Regions from separate parts of the Rattus norvegicus genome. Here region 1 is linked to region 2. A link is a contact called in public Hi-C data. All regions are on one chromosome and are shown on one strand. Each heading gives the region's core, a stretch centred on a gene start, on an enhancer-like site or on the middle of the called end of the contact. The rest is flanking DNA. Distances are from core to core; before and after follow the strand shown.

Region 1 (2,759 bases), core at 94-2,593, 180 kb after region 2:
AAGCACCTTGGTTTTATTCTGCAAACAGTAGAAGAACCACAACAAAAATTTGAGGTAGGGCACTAAAACAACAGGAATAGCATACACTTAAAACAAATATTGAACGTGGCTTGATGACTAATTCCCAAAGGCTGAGGCAGGATTGCTAGGAGCTCAACGCCAGACTATACTACACACAAACCTGTGCCAAACTAGACAAAAGTGTGAGATCCCGACTCAAAGGGAAAAAAACACTATTCTTTGGCAAGAAGAGAGCAGGTAATCAATGTAGAAACAAGGAGACACACACAAGTTACCATTCTTCAGTAGAAAATTTCTACCTCAATCTTTTTCTCATCTCCATTTGTAAATAATTCAGGTCAGTAAGTGTATTTCAGTAGCCAGGGTTTCACAAACCTTTAGTCCCAGTACTGGGCAAGTGGAAGGCCACACAGGAGTTCCAAGTCAGCCTTGGATGTATGTCTCAAACAATGTTACATTTCAGATGGGGAGTGCTAGAACCAGATGTAATGGTAGCAAAAGGGAGGCTGGAACAAGGGATTCAAGAGCTGGAGGTCAGGATTATTGCAAGCCTCTGTCTCAAAAAAGAACAAATAACCGTAACATTAAACAAAAACTTCATCCAAGTGTGGTGGTGGACACTTTATATCCAGCTCTTTCTATTCTGAGGCAGGTAGATCTGTGTTTGAAGCCAACTTGGTCTACACACTCAACTCAGGCCAGACAGGGATCAAGGGTGGGACTGCAAGCTTGGTTCACATGGTGAGACCCCCGTCCCAAAACAACAAAGGCAAGTCACGCTGGGAAGTGACCGGGTTTCCTCAGAAGCATTCCCATTTATTCCCAGTCCGGGGGCTCCGGCAGACATTTCCATCCCAGCAGGCGACCCTTCCCCGCCCACCGCAAGCTGCCCCGGTCGCTTACTAGTCCTCGGACTTGGAGGATGTCGGAGGCTGGTGAGGCCGCGCTAGGTCGTTCTCTGGCTGCTCGAAGAAGGCGCTCAACGCTTTCTGAAAAGTAAAAGCACAAGGATGCAGGGCGCGCTCGCCCACCTGGGAAGGGCGGCGGAATCGAGAACCGCGAACTTACTTTCGTCTGCCAGTTGTTCTCCGACAGGAAAGTGGAAGCCACCGTAGTGTCGCAGCTCGTCACCAACGCAAATCCCAGGGACTGAAGCCGCCGCCTCTTCACCTGATCCTCCTCCGTCTCTGCTGCTGCGGGCGCCGCCGCCGGCTCTGCCGACTCCGCCGCATCGGAACTGCTGCCAGACGCCATCGCTGCAGGGTCTCCTCAAAATACCCGCTCTTCACCCCACTTTCCGCGCGACCGATCGCAAAGGCCTAGACCTGCGCAGGCGCGCTGCGAGCGAGTGTTTCCGCGTCAACCTTCCGGCGGGCAGGCCGCACCTCTCAGGTCCCCGCCCACCGCAAGCAAGGCGCAGAAGCGGGCCGGGGAGGGGGGCGAGGGGGGGGAGAAGGCCTAAATGCTGCGCGTGCGCACTGAGGCGCTAGAGGGTGGAGGTAACACTTGCTCTTCAAGGTCTTAGGCAACCGGAGCACGCGACCTTTCTCCGGAGCGCGACCCGAAACCCCCCAGGCTTGCAGACTTGACGGTCCACGTCCTTGTACTTTCACAAACGTCTCTTCCAAAGTTCATTCTCGCAGAGCCCAGACTCTTGCTTTGCGTCCACGATGAGCAACATGACCCAGAATCTACGGGAAATAATGAAGGTTATGTTCAAAGTTCCCGGTTTTGATAGAGTTTTGGAAAAGGTATTGTAAGGCGAAGCTTCTGGTGATGGGGACGAACCTAATAAAACACCTTAGTGGCCTGTCAAATGCAGGGGAAGTGCGTAGATTCTCATCGAAACGTAAATAAGCTTGTTTGGTTTTTCAAACCAGCAAACTGTTGGAATGCGCCGAGGAAAGTCTGTATGTACCATTAACGAGACACTGGAGTCTGCAGGACTAGTATATGGGAATTATTTCTTGTGAGGTATAAGCTCCAAGTACGTTTGAGGTGCAGAAGTGAATGAGGGAACAACCTGTACCTGTGTTGTGTTTCTTGGTCTTTCTGTGTAACAGGTTGTCTGAAAACTCATGTAGGCTGATCTAGAATGCTACAGAGCTAACCAGGACCAGTGCCTGCACCCTGTCATTCCACATGAACTAATATACTTTATTATTTTCCAGACTTTATAGAAAGCCATTGTGTTTTATAGGAAACAATCCTTAATAAGTATCAGTAGCAGAAGTCAAGCGTGTGGTATTGTTGAAAAGACACTTAACCTGGGAACTTGGAGACTTTTTAATAAGTGTTTTAATGCATGTACGTCTATTTTTCTGATTAAGAAAGAATACTTGGAAATTTAAAAAGAATGTGGGTGTGAAATATAAATATTAGTCAACTACAGGCATTCGAAATCTTTCTCCTGAACACCCCTTCTCGGGTTGTTTAAGTATGTTCATAAAGTATCAAAAGTAGGAAATAACACTTAGGTAAATGTATTTAATGTTTGCCAATAGGAAATATTTTTAAAAAACAAGGGCATCATTTGACAGTGACTTTTGGAAAGATAATATTACCTAAAAAGAATTTTATTGACCAAAGAGGGAATTTTAATTCTTTTTTTTTAGAAAAACAAAACAAAACCATCTTTCTGAGAATTGGGATGTAGTTAATAGCAAGCTTGCAGGCAGGAGTCCTTCATTGGTAGGGTTCCATAGCTACTTCTCCTTAAGCTTTCCTCACCCTTGTGG
Region 2 (3,127 bases), core at 141-2,640:
TTTTCAGATAAGGCTAGCATTGCCCTCACTATGTAGCTGAGGCTGGCTTTGACTCCAGTTGCTAGCCTCCATTTCCCATGGGCTTAGGTTATAGCCATTCACCACCACACCCGGCTCACCAGTGGTTTGATTTTTTTTTTTTTTTTGATAGAATACAATCGCTTTTTTGTTTGGTTGGGTTTTTTGTTGTTGTTTTGTTTTGTTTTGTTTTGGTGCAGATAACCTGATAATACTATTTGTCTCTTTCCTTCCTTAATTTGCAGTGACTCTGTCATTATCTTTTCTTTCGACAACTTCATGGTGGAGAAAGCTTCTAGATTTGGTGCTAATTCTAGGACTGGGTATAGTGATCTAATGGGTGCTTGACTGTTCATACCATTTTGAGTCCTGAGTAACAACATCCTTTCTCCAGATTACCAAAGAATGATAATCCTCTGAGCCCCACACTCAGACCCAAGATTTGGCAGGTTGAGACTTCCAATCCTCGATCCGGCAGGATCTATACCCCTGGTCAGCCATAAGAAACCTCAGCGAATGGAACTTCTTCCTTCATTGGTCCTTGAGGAATTAGAGTTCTAGGGGCAGAAACTAAAGCTGAGATGAAAGGGAGCAGTAACTAAGGGGTCCTGGTGTTGAAGAGGAACTCCGTCATCTGGAAATTAAGGAAATCTCAGAAACAGGATTACAACCTTGTTTGTCGTCAAACATGCTTTGACCTCCCCTTGACTGGTGTCAAGACTTCCTTAACCTTTTGACCTTTGCCCTCACCTGCCCTGTCTATCGACCAAGCTTGCTTACACCACGACCAAGCTTACACCACGTTGTGATCCCATTCCCTGAGGAAAAGCTTCTAAAGACACAGACTGAAGTCTTTTCACTTAATCTTTTAAACCTTTTGGGCTCTGCAACTCCAAAAGCCACCAATGTTGAATATCAGCTATGGTTTTATTTTTGTCTAAGACAGTCTGGTGTATCTGTGCTAGGCTTGACACTCATTGTGTAGCTGAAGATGGCCCAGGATTCTGACTGTCCTGCTTTCTCTATAAAAGGTTGCAAAAACAGCTCCTGAAACAATACTTAACTGTGACTCTCTTTTGGGAAGCCTCACTCAGCATAGTCCTGGTTGGCCTGGAACTGGCTCCATAGACCAGACTGGCCTCGAACTCATAGAGATTATCGTGTCCCTGCCTCCCAAGAGCTGGGATTAAAGGCATGCTTCTCCATGGACACTTTCGGAGCTGAGCTACTCTGGTGCATTCACACTTGCACGTTCTGTCTGGGTTAAGGACACAGACCCGGTCGTGGGTCACCGGACACCACAGCGGAGCATGCGTGGAAAACAGCGCGCAGGCGCGGAACTGCTTGCGCAGGCGCGGTGCGCGGTTGTCGCGGTGTACTGATCTACCCGAGTTCCCGGCATGCCGGGCCGGCGTCTTATTGCGGCTTCCCGATTGCCCGCGCGCCATGGAGTGCCTGCGCTACCTGCCCAGGCTACTGCCCCGCGCCGCGCAGTCCCGGAGCGCTCTGTGTATGGCGGCGGTGCGCCTGAGCCTCGCTGCCTGCTGTGGCCGCGCGACCCCGCTGACCTCCGGGAGCCAGAAGGCGCCGAGCACACCCCGCACTGCAGGTACGCGCGTCCCGCGGGGCCCCGCGGCCTCTGCCCCGCCTGCCCTTGGCCCCGCTGTCCTCACCGCTGCTTGGCCTCGCCAGGCTCACCCTGCCCTTAGTTCTCAGGCCAGCACTATGAGGACTTGATTGCGGTTTCTTGTTTATTGAGACAGGGTCTCCGTGTATGGCCCAGGCTGACAGCCAACTGACAGCAAGCAGTCCTGTCTCATCCTTCTGAATGAAGCGGTTAGAAGCGTTAACCGCCTCGTTCGGCTACTTTTGTTTGTTTTGTTGTTGTTTTAAATTTAGCGTTTAAGTGCCTTTCTCTGAGTTTGCATGTGGAGGTAAGATGACAGCTTGCTTGAGTCAGTTGTCTAACTCAAGGCTTGACAGCATGGCATGCATTTTGCTAGCCTAGCCATCTGCTCAGCCCAAAGTAATGGGTTTCATTACAGTACTTTAATACATACTTTTCCCTGACACCCCTCATCCTACTGGCCCTTTTACTTCCTCATGCCCCCTTCTACTTTTGTGTCTCAGAATTCTATAAAGTGGAGCTTTCATTTGTTTTAAGACATGGTCTCACTCTAGCCCTAGCTGGCTTGAAACCCGCAGTAAAGCCCAAACCAAAGTCGATGCTGGGTGGCAGGAGCTACGATTAGCATGATTGGGATGTTATTAATTCTGTTTATTATGTTGATTTCTCCTCTGCGCACATTTATACAATTACATAGTTGCCCTGGAATAAGGTAGGGAATTCCTAGAACTAAGGTTGAATCTGAAGCCAGGCGTGAGCATTAATCCTTGCTTTAAACTATACAAGCAGACAGTCAAGGGAGCAAAAACGCTGGGTAAAGACAGGAGTCTTTGCTGATGCTTTTGTCAACCAGTGGGGAAACCTGAAGATGGGCTGGAGAGATGGCTCAGCCGTTAAGAGCACTGACTGCTCTTCCAGAGTCCTGAGTTCAATTCCCAGCAACCACATGGTGGCTCAACCATCTGTAATGTATACTACTCACTTAAAATAAATAAGTAAATCTCTTTTTAAAAGAGAAAAGAAACCTGAAGACAGTGTTTCTGCAAATGTGATTGCCCAGAAACAGACCTAACAGAAATAGTTTGGGGCCCCCCCCTTTTTTTTTTCAAATTGTACTTAAATTTTTTTCATAATGAGCTGCTGTCAGTCAACACCCCCTCCCCCATACCTGGTCTTTTTGTTACATGCTTTTATTTTTTCCTCCCTTGGTAATGCTTGGGAACTAAGTGGTCTCTAAAACACAGGAACTCAAATTTGGACACTTGTTCAGTCCTTAGAGCTTACATGGTGGAAGGAAAAGTAGACTTCTGACCTCCACAGTACTCAAACACACCCAATAGACAAATGTAGGTTTCATTTTATTACTTTTGTGCAGGGCTTAGGACAAAGCTGAGGGCCTTGTGCATTTTAGACAGGCGCTGATTGCCCCAGCTCCAACTGATCTTTCTAAGTACAGAGAAAGAACAGGCCTCAGCTGTGTGA

The links. Hi-C and Micro-C count contacts between places; a contact is called where the count stands out from the background.
Region 1: a Hi-C map of hepatocytes shows a contact between it and region 2, with 2.2 times the contacts expected there. The contact joins the promoter of Tdp2 here to the promoter of Mrs2 in region 2. A contact is called at or near these places in 3 of 12 Hi-C or Micro-C datasets (hepatocytes, kidney and liver).

What each region holds. Positions count from the first base shown.
Region 1 is chr17:40,666,945-40,669,703 of GRCr8, forward strand. Tdp2 (tyrosyl-DNA phosphodiesterase 2) reads right to left here and starts at 1,344. Exons shown (of 7, transcript NM_001034947.1): 1 at 1,090-1,344; 2 at 925-1,010. The coding sequence starts at 1,275. It overlaps Acot13 (acyl-CoA thioesterase 13), which reads left to right and starts at 1,460. Exons shown (of 3, transcript NM_001106111.1): 1 at 1,460-1,772. The coding sequence starts at 1,692.
Region 2 is chr17:40,490,618-40,493,744 of GRCr8, forward strand. It overlaps Mrs2 (magnesium transporter MRS2), which reads left to right and starts at 1,391. Exons shown (of 11, transcript NM_024001.1): 1 at 1,391-1,627. The coding sequence starts at 1,465.